Regions from separate parts of the Mus musculus genome. Here region 1 is linked to region 2. The links are chromatin contacts, called in public Hi-C maps. All regions are on one chromosome and are shown on one strand. The core of a region is the stretch at or near the end of the contact, and the rest is flanking DNA. Distances in the headings are between cores, read along the strand shown. Region 1 holds the start of Pum3 (pumilio RNA-binding family member 3). Region 2 holds the start of 1110059E24Rik (RIKEN cDNA 1110059E24 gene).

Region 1 (3,925 bases), core at 1,306-3,805, 5.8 Mb after region 2:
CAGACCACTGTAAGAGTAAACACCACTGTCTGCAGCTTCTAACCTGGGAAGCCTTGGTGATGAGTAAGTGGATCTCTCGGCATCCACCTTACAAAGCAGGGACCAGAAATAGGCTACACTCAGCACATATTACAATTTAATGAAAACATGAAAACACACACACACACACACACACACAAGAAAGCTAAAAGAAAGGTTACTGGCCAACTCTTTTAGAGGTAACCAAATATCTGGCTGGCCTCTAAGTTACACAGAGCTATGTAATACTTTATTTCAAAGGATTTGTCTAACATGTCACCTGTTGGGTCCAGTGACCTTCACCTCCCACCAACTTACAAGCTCTGCAAGAAGCAGAACACATATGGACAAAAGGCAAGCATCTCCAGGCTCATGACTACAGTCCCCAAAGTTACATGCTCACCCATCTCTAAATGACCTCAAGAGTCACCTGTAGGAATTCCTAGACAATGTTTACAGATTAGAAACTTCCACAAGAATTAATTTCTTGTTGGCTATGTTAACACACAGTTGTAATCCTAGCACCTAGACTAAGGCAGAAGGATCACTGTTTGAGTTCAAGGCTACTCTGGGCAACATAAATTAGAGGCAAGTCTGGGCTACATCGTGAGATACTGTTTCAAAACTCAAAACAAAACAAGATGTTCCTTAGGACGCTGGAACATCTTGGGCAGGGGTCCATGTTATATTTGAGATTGAGAAACACTAAATCAAACAGCAATAGCCAGCAAGTAAAGATTTTCCAAATTCTCTAATTTGCTACTATGAACTATCCATTGCACAAGACTTCCTAAACCTAATAGAACCAAATTTGTCCAGGAAACACTCTGGAAAATGCAGTGGGTTTGATGCCCAGCAGTGTATACACAGGGTACAGATCTATAATTCCAGCACAGGACCTGCTCAGCTTCCTGCGGGGCATCTCTTTTTCACTTTTTCATTTTATTACCTGGTAAGACATCACATTCGCATTTGCATTTCTGCATGTAGGTTTCATGTACTACCACATGCTAAGCAATTGTGCCAATGGCCCTCACATGTAGCTGTCTAGAAAAACCTTATTTACATACTCTATTTTAAAACTATGCCTCTTACATTAGAGTTAAAACGATATAGAGCCTATAGATCTATTACCCAGCTTCCCCACTGACAACTTAATAAGACAGTGTAATGAAACTTATGAAAATAACACTAGTATAACACAGGGTTTATTTGGAAATCAATTTTCTCATTCCTGTCCTCTTCCTATTCCAAGATACAGTTAATGTAGCCACCTCATGTCCTTTTTTCCAGGTTATGTCCCCTTTGGGAGTTTAAGATTTTCATTATTAGACTGAGGTTATGCTTGGGCCAGGGGAAGGGGTGGCACATGACAGCAAAGAAGTGCTGCTCTCACAGTGACAAAGCTATGCGGCAGTCATGATGATGTTAACCCTGGTCACTTAAAGCACTGTTCACCAAGTTACTAAGCAATCAAATTAACGGCTAATCCAAGAGCAAGACAAGCAAATTAGGTATTCTAGACTGTGCAGCCTTGGGACCCTGAGATAACGTCCTACACAGACCTGAGTCCTCAACACTTCTTGATTATGTATATAACTGGCGTCTTATGCTTAATGTCTGAGACACAATCCTCTGCATTCCACTACAAATTACTATCTTTCTCTCCCTGTCTATTCCTGCTGTATTCAACGGGGACCATCTACTCCACTTCGCAGAGAGAAAACTGGAGCACGGCTCCTGATGTTCACTTCTTTGGTAGTCATCGTGTACCCAACAGTAAGTTATCCTGCAGTCTCCTTAAAGATACCTCTGTCTCTACTACCAACACTCAATGCAAATCATCAAAAATCTCCTTAAGAGAGTCAAGACCTACCATGAGCCTCCCGATCTTTTCTAATAATCCTTCATTATTTTATATGCCTAGGAACACAAAGCAAAATACTTCCCACTACACAAAAATAAAGAGACTCGACACCAAGGCTCCACAGTTCTACCTTCCTCTTTGTCCAGTCCGCGCCTTACTCCTGACTTCCACCTCCGGGACATCCCACTGCCTCTGTTTAAAATACTCTTGCCTCCCATCATGCTTGGCTTATGGATCGCTTCAGTTTTCCCTGCACTGCTCCTATGCACAACGTCTGACACGGGACGAGTGGGCTGACTGTGACTCGCACAGGCCGGAGTTTGACAGCGAAACTTGTTCCTTTAGCTCTACAATAATCAAGTTAACAGAGAGGGCTTAACCCCTGCCCTCGCCAGGGTTCCTCCAACTCCGGGCCAGAGAAGCGGCCAGGTAGACCGTCCCGGAGATGGAGCTGAAGACGCCGCTCGCCCACCACCCCGCAGAGCTCCCCGCTCCCGAGCGGCCGGCGGACACTCGCCCCACACTTCCCGCACCAAACTCTCCACAACACTCACCGCACACGTGGGGCAGAAACTCGCAGAGTTCCGCCACCACCCCCCGCCGCTTCCGCTTCCGCTTCCGCGTTCTGCCCCGCCCCGGATCCGCTGATTGTAGCGTTACGTCCTGGTACTGGGGTCAAGGGGTGGAGCTTAGGAAACACGAAATCCGTAGTTCCTGTTGGTCCATTTTCGCCACACCTCTCGTCTGAGAGGGCTGCATGAGTTTTGGCCCTCGAAGGGATCCGTCCCGTGGAAGACGAGTCCGTGGCTTGGGAAAGTGACGCTTGAGCCTGCAGATTTCTGGGAACGACGCGGGTTCTCGCGAGGGCCACCCAGGTCCTGAAGGAGTTAAAAGACAGCGAAGTCTGCAAGCTGGGTTAGCGTTGGGACAGCTCGCTCGTTAGTGTCTGTTTGCGTCGTTAGTCTAGCCTGGAGGGTAAAAGCTGTACCGGAGTCTCTTCTGTTGTAATCGTGTTTGCCAACACCCATGTCTCCCTTATTTCCCACCCTAGCTGCGAATCTCCGGATAAATTAGATCCCTCGGGAACCATAAGTGTAAAGAACGGAGCACAGTCAAATATTGTGAAAAGCTCTTTCCATAAATGTGTGTGTGGCGTTTTTAATGTAGGCCCGTTCTTGGGCATGCATTTTTTCCCCCACGGTTCCACTTTAGGATATATATTTAAGGTATTACTCCATTTTAGCGAGGAAGCAATAGAAACAAACTTGGTCTTGGGGGCTGCAGAGATGGCTAAGCTGTTTTCTGCTCTTGGAGAGGACTTGGGTTCATTTCCCAGCACCTACATGGCGGCAGTTCCAGGGGATCCCACGTCGCGCCAAACAACAGAACCTTACTGCCTAACTGTTCTGAAATGCAGATGTTAGTTGGTTGAGCAGGGGGCCCTTTTTGAAGCCCCAAGGAGTGAGTGGACGTCCCATGTATCTTCAGCATCTGGTGCTTCAGACGTTCCTTGGCTTATACCTGACTCCTGCCCCTGCCTTTCATTCTCTTCCGTCTTTGTTGTGAGAACACTTGTCAGTTTGTTAAGATAGCTTGCAAATAAGCTTAGAGACTATAATTCCCTGTGGACACTGTCTCTTGTGTCGCTGGTAACACATCTTTAAGTGTTACGGCTCTGTTAGGGGAAGGCTTCAGCTGCTGGGAAAGTTTCCCTGATGCAGGTGTTACAGCTTTGCTCTGGCTCATAGAAAATTTTCCCTGTGACAGTTCTGCTCCAAAAGGTATCCTGGCAGTCAGGAGCCAAGGAATACCACAAAGTCTTGCTGCACAACTAAGCTCAGGCAAGGGATTAATTTGGAGGGAAAAGCTAAGGAGGGTGGTTGCCCTGCTTGGAAGAGAAGCAACAGAGAACTGGGCAGAATTGGGGGATGGGGAAATATATCAGGATTCTGGGGTGGGGGGTTACTTTCCAGGGTGGTCTGGGATTTTATTTTACTTTTTTCTTGTACGGCGAGACCTGGGCTGGGAATGGCTATTACA
Region 2 (3,618 bases), core at 372-2,871:
CTTAAATTTAAAAACTGTCTTTAGAATAGAGAGCTGAGACAACCTGGGGCCCCAGTTTCCTTCCTCTGGGGAAAGGTCTAATTAGTGTATCTCACAATTATATTTAAGTATGGTCTAGTCTTACTTTCAAGGCTCTCCACAGATTTTAAGATGGCTACAGAGCAGTGGGAGGAAATTATACTTTACTATTCCCACTGCTGTTCGGGCCAAATTGTGGATTAATCCATTTTCTTTACCAACTTCTCTCCATAATATTTTTCTAAAATACAGGAAAAGCAGGTTTATGGACGAGTGTCTGCTAATGTGGTCTGAGGGCCCTGCTTAAACTATTTTTTTTTATTCTTCACTGAACTGCCTTTCCCTTTAGCAACTTCTATTGAAATTTGTAATTACAGATCCATCTGCTGACTGACTGTCCATATTACTCAGACAATTACAAGCTCCGTAAAGGCAGAATCAATAGTTTTGAACACTGTCTACCAGGGGTCTAGAACCCTGCACGTGAAAGGTATTTATTAAATATCTGAGAAACAATGAAAGAGAAAGACAGAGTACAAGTTACTATGGATTGCCTTTTTAATGTTTTAAACGTAATCACCTGCTGACCACCTGTTATGTCCCAGACTAGTTACTCTTCTGTTAGCTTCCGAATAATCCTATCAGATTTCTTATCTGAGGCTAAAGGTCACAGAAATTACTAAATTACTTCAAGGAACAAACTTAGGAAATTTGAGCTCTTGTTTCTGTAAATATTAACTTTATCTGATGTAAGCTGGCCTCCAGGACGACTAAAGGCCTTTATCCGCTCCCCATTCAGTTATGGGGAAGGGGATCGCTATTCACAGAATCACTAGTCATACATATCTCAAGTAACAAACAGTCTGAGTTTTCTTCCACTTTACACAGGTCCTGCTAAGTTAATTGTATAGACAGCAAGCAACCATTTTTACACAAGCCAAAACGTTTGCTCCAACACAAAACTGAAATAACATCTTGTTGATAAGGACAGTGACGCTAAGATCGTACTCCCTACAAACTTATGGGTTTGGGAGTTCTCGGAAAAACAGTCGCTGCAAAGAGACACTCGGACGAGTGCCTTCATTTCATTTTCTTATTGCGGGGGCGTGATCCAGGTGGGAGCATCCAAGGCGTCAATCGCCCCATCGGTACCTTAGGTTGGATGAATTTAAGCTGCCCTATCCAGTCTCGGCGCCACTACTGAGATGTGCTGACCATCAGATAGATTCACGGAACAGAGCCAAGCCAAAGAAAGGGCGTGGGAAGAATATTTGAGACACGATTGCACTGCAGCCAAGACTAACTGGGCTGCAGTCCACGCTCGCCAACTCCTCTCCTTTCCTCTCTCTGTCCCCTTTCCTCTCTCTGTCACTTTTTTTTCCCCTGGGATGGCAGTCAGAACAACAGGCAAGGGCCTACCTTGGTCTGAACACTCTTATCAAACTTGTCATTTTTGAAGGTGAACGTATTCTGGTGCTTCTGAGGCCGGGACCGAGTCACGTTGCCTTTCTGGGAACTCATCACCAAAATCTCAAGCACTGTAAATCGGTGCAGCCTTTAAGTTACAGGAAAGAGTAAAGACGTTCCCGCCCCAGATTGAGACTAAGGACAGTGACCCGGAAGAAGTTCTTCTACTCTTTCCGTCCCAGCCCCAGGTCGGCCCACGTGACTCATTAGGGAGGTCACGCTCGGCTCTGCCTTGCCGCACATCCTCGACTACCGGCTTCACGGAAAGCCTTCCTCGGACCCAAGGTGCAAGTCCGGCTTTCTTCGAATCTAGAACTCCCCCATTGGCTCGAACGCGGCTGTCCATCACGGCGGAGGGACGGAGATTCCCCGTTCCTATTGGCTCTTCTTTTCCGCAATCCCCGCCTCCTGCCGAACGCTCCCAACCTGTCTCCCGGCTCCGTAGCGTAGCGACTCCGCTGCGCAGTTTGTGATTGGTGGAAGGTGGGCGAGGCCGGTGCCCTGATCGCCTGCAGCCCGGAGCCCGGGTCAGCTTCGGCGCCCTCCTCCAGTCACTGAGCAGCTCGAACCGGGCCGCTCGCCCCCCCGCCCCCCGCCGCCCTCCCAGCTCCCGCCCGCCGCGGCCGCGCGCTCCGCCGCCTGGCGGCCTTCGGAGGTGCCAAGGAAGGCGGGCTGCGGAGAAGGCAGCACCGGCCCTGCGCTGCGGACGGCGACCACGGCCGCGCGGGACCTCGGGCCGGAGAGCCCCGGCGGCGGCCGCCCCTCGCGGCGGAGCCGTTAGTCAGCAGAACGCGAACGCGCGTGGAGGGGCCCCACGAAGCGCGCCCGGGCACCGCAGCTCTCTTTCGCGTCCTCGCCGGGCCGGGCCGCGGGCGCAGAGTCGGCGGGCGGCGCCCCGCGGAGGACAGCGCGTTGGCGGCCGCGGCCGCCCAGCTGCAGGTGCGTGGGGCTGGGCTGCTGGGCCGTCGGGGGGTCGCCGCTCTGAGCTGGGGACCAGGCCGGGTGGCTTCGGAGCGGAGCTACCGAGCGGAGAGCCGTGCGTCCCGGGCCTCCTCGCCCGCAGGGAGGACCGCAAGATGGGGTCGGGCCGCCGCTCCCCTCCCTGGATCTGGGCCACTTCGGGCCCTCGCTCTCGGCTCGGTGTCCGGGTCCCGCCAGCCTCGATTTTAGATGGAGTCCGCCCGGAGCTTGAGCTGGGTATCCCGCTCCGCTTGTCGCGGGAGCTGCTTTCCATGGCTTGAACTTGTATCATCTCTGATTGAGAACTCAAGGAGGGAGAGGTTGGATTTGAATTGAAAGTTGGAGAGTTCTGTTTGAAATTGTATTTAATATTAAACCAGGAAAGTTGTGTCAAATTATAGTGTGTGGAGGACGTTCGGAGAGTTTAACCTCCCTCCGCTTCTGTTGAAAGAAAGAAAGAAAGAAAGAAAGAAAGAAAGAAAGAAAGAAAGAAAGAAAGAAAGAAAGAAAGAGAGAGAGAGAAAGAAGAAAACGTTCAGAGCCTTAATCTTGGTGATTTTTCTGTCAAAAGCAGGATATTTAGTTTCATCAGTGCTGCTCTGATTTAAGGCAATGTGAAGCAGATTTGGTAAGGATTAGAATAACGGGGCCCCGCGGAAAGGGTGACCTTTAATTTTTTTCTGATAGTTTATGAAAGGTATTCCATTCCTTGTGCAGTATATACTGCTTGATCCCTAGGATTTACATTTTTCAAACCTTCAGCGTATAAAGAGAATTTTGGACATCTTGGGGCAGTACCTAAAACTACTAAGTCTTGAGTAGAATTAATTAGGTGCGGTTTGTGATTGACATATTTGTTTACATTAACGGGGATTTTCAATCAACACTTATTTTAGAGAATGTGTGTCCATATACTTGGCGCATGGATTCAGTTGGGTAATAAATCTACTCGTAGCCAATGCAGTATTTTGAATATCACCATTGTTATCGGTGCCGGTGTCTTACCAATGGAAAACGGAGAAGGCGAAGGTGTTGGAAGTTGAAAATGGATACAATATCTGCTATGCCTTCGTTACTGTTTCAGATCTTGGAGGAAATTAGTAGCGCCTTCACCGTATTTTGACCTCTCTCTCTTCTCCTACTCTAGTATTAATAAGGTTAATTGGCAAGGAT

Evidence for each region. A called contact is a pair of places that touch in the nucleus more often than the background predicts.
Region 1: a contact with region 2 is called in a Hi-C map of CD4 T cells, with 12 times the contacts expected there. A contact is called at or near these places in 1 of 39 promoter capture datasets (liver) and 1 of 484 Hi-C or Micro-C datasets (CD4 T cells).

The regions. Positions count from the first base shown.
Region 1 is chr19:27,427,353-27,431,277 of GRCm38.p6, forward strand. Pum3 (pumilio RNA-binding family member 3) reads right to left here and starts at 2,556. Exons shown (of 18, transcript NM_177474.5): 1 at 2,440-2,556. It overlaps C030016D13Rik (RIKEN cDNA C030016D13 gene), which reads left to right and starts at 2,685. Exons shown (of 1, transcript NR_027987.1): 1 at 2,685-3,925.
Region 2 is chr19:21,651,170-21,654,787 of GRCm38.p6, forward strand. It overlaps 1110059E24Rik (RIKEN cDNA 1110059E24 gene), which reads right to left and starts at 1,622. Exons shown (of 4, transcript NM_025423.2): 1 at 1,438-1,622. The coding sequence starts at 1,539. Abhd17b (abhydrolase domain containing 17B) reads left to right here and starts at 2,140. Exons shown (of 4, transcript NM_146096.3): 1 at 2,140-2,424.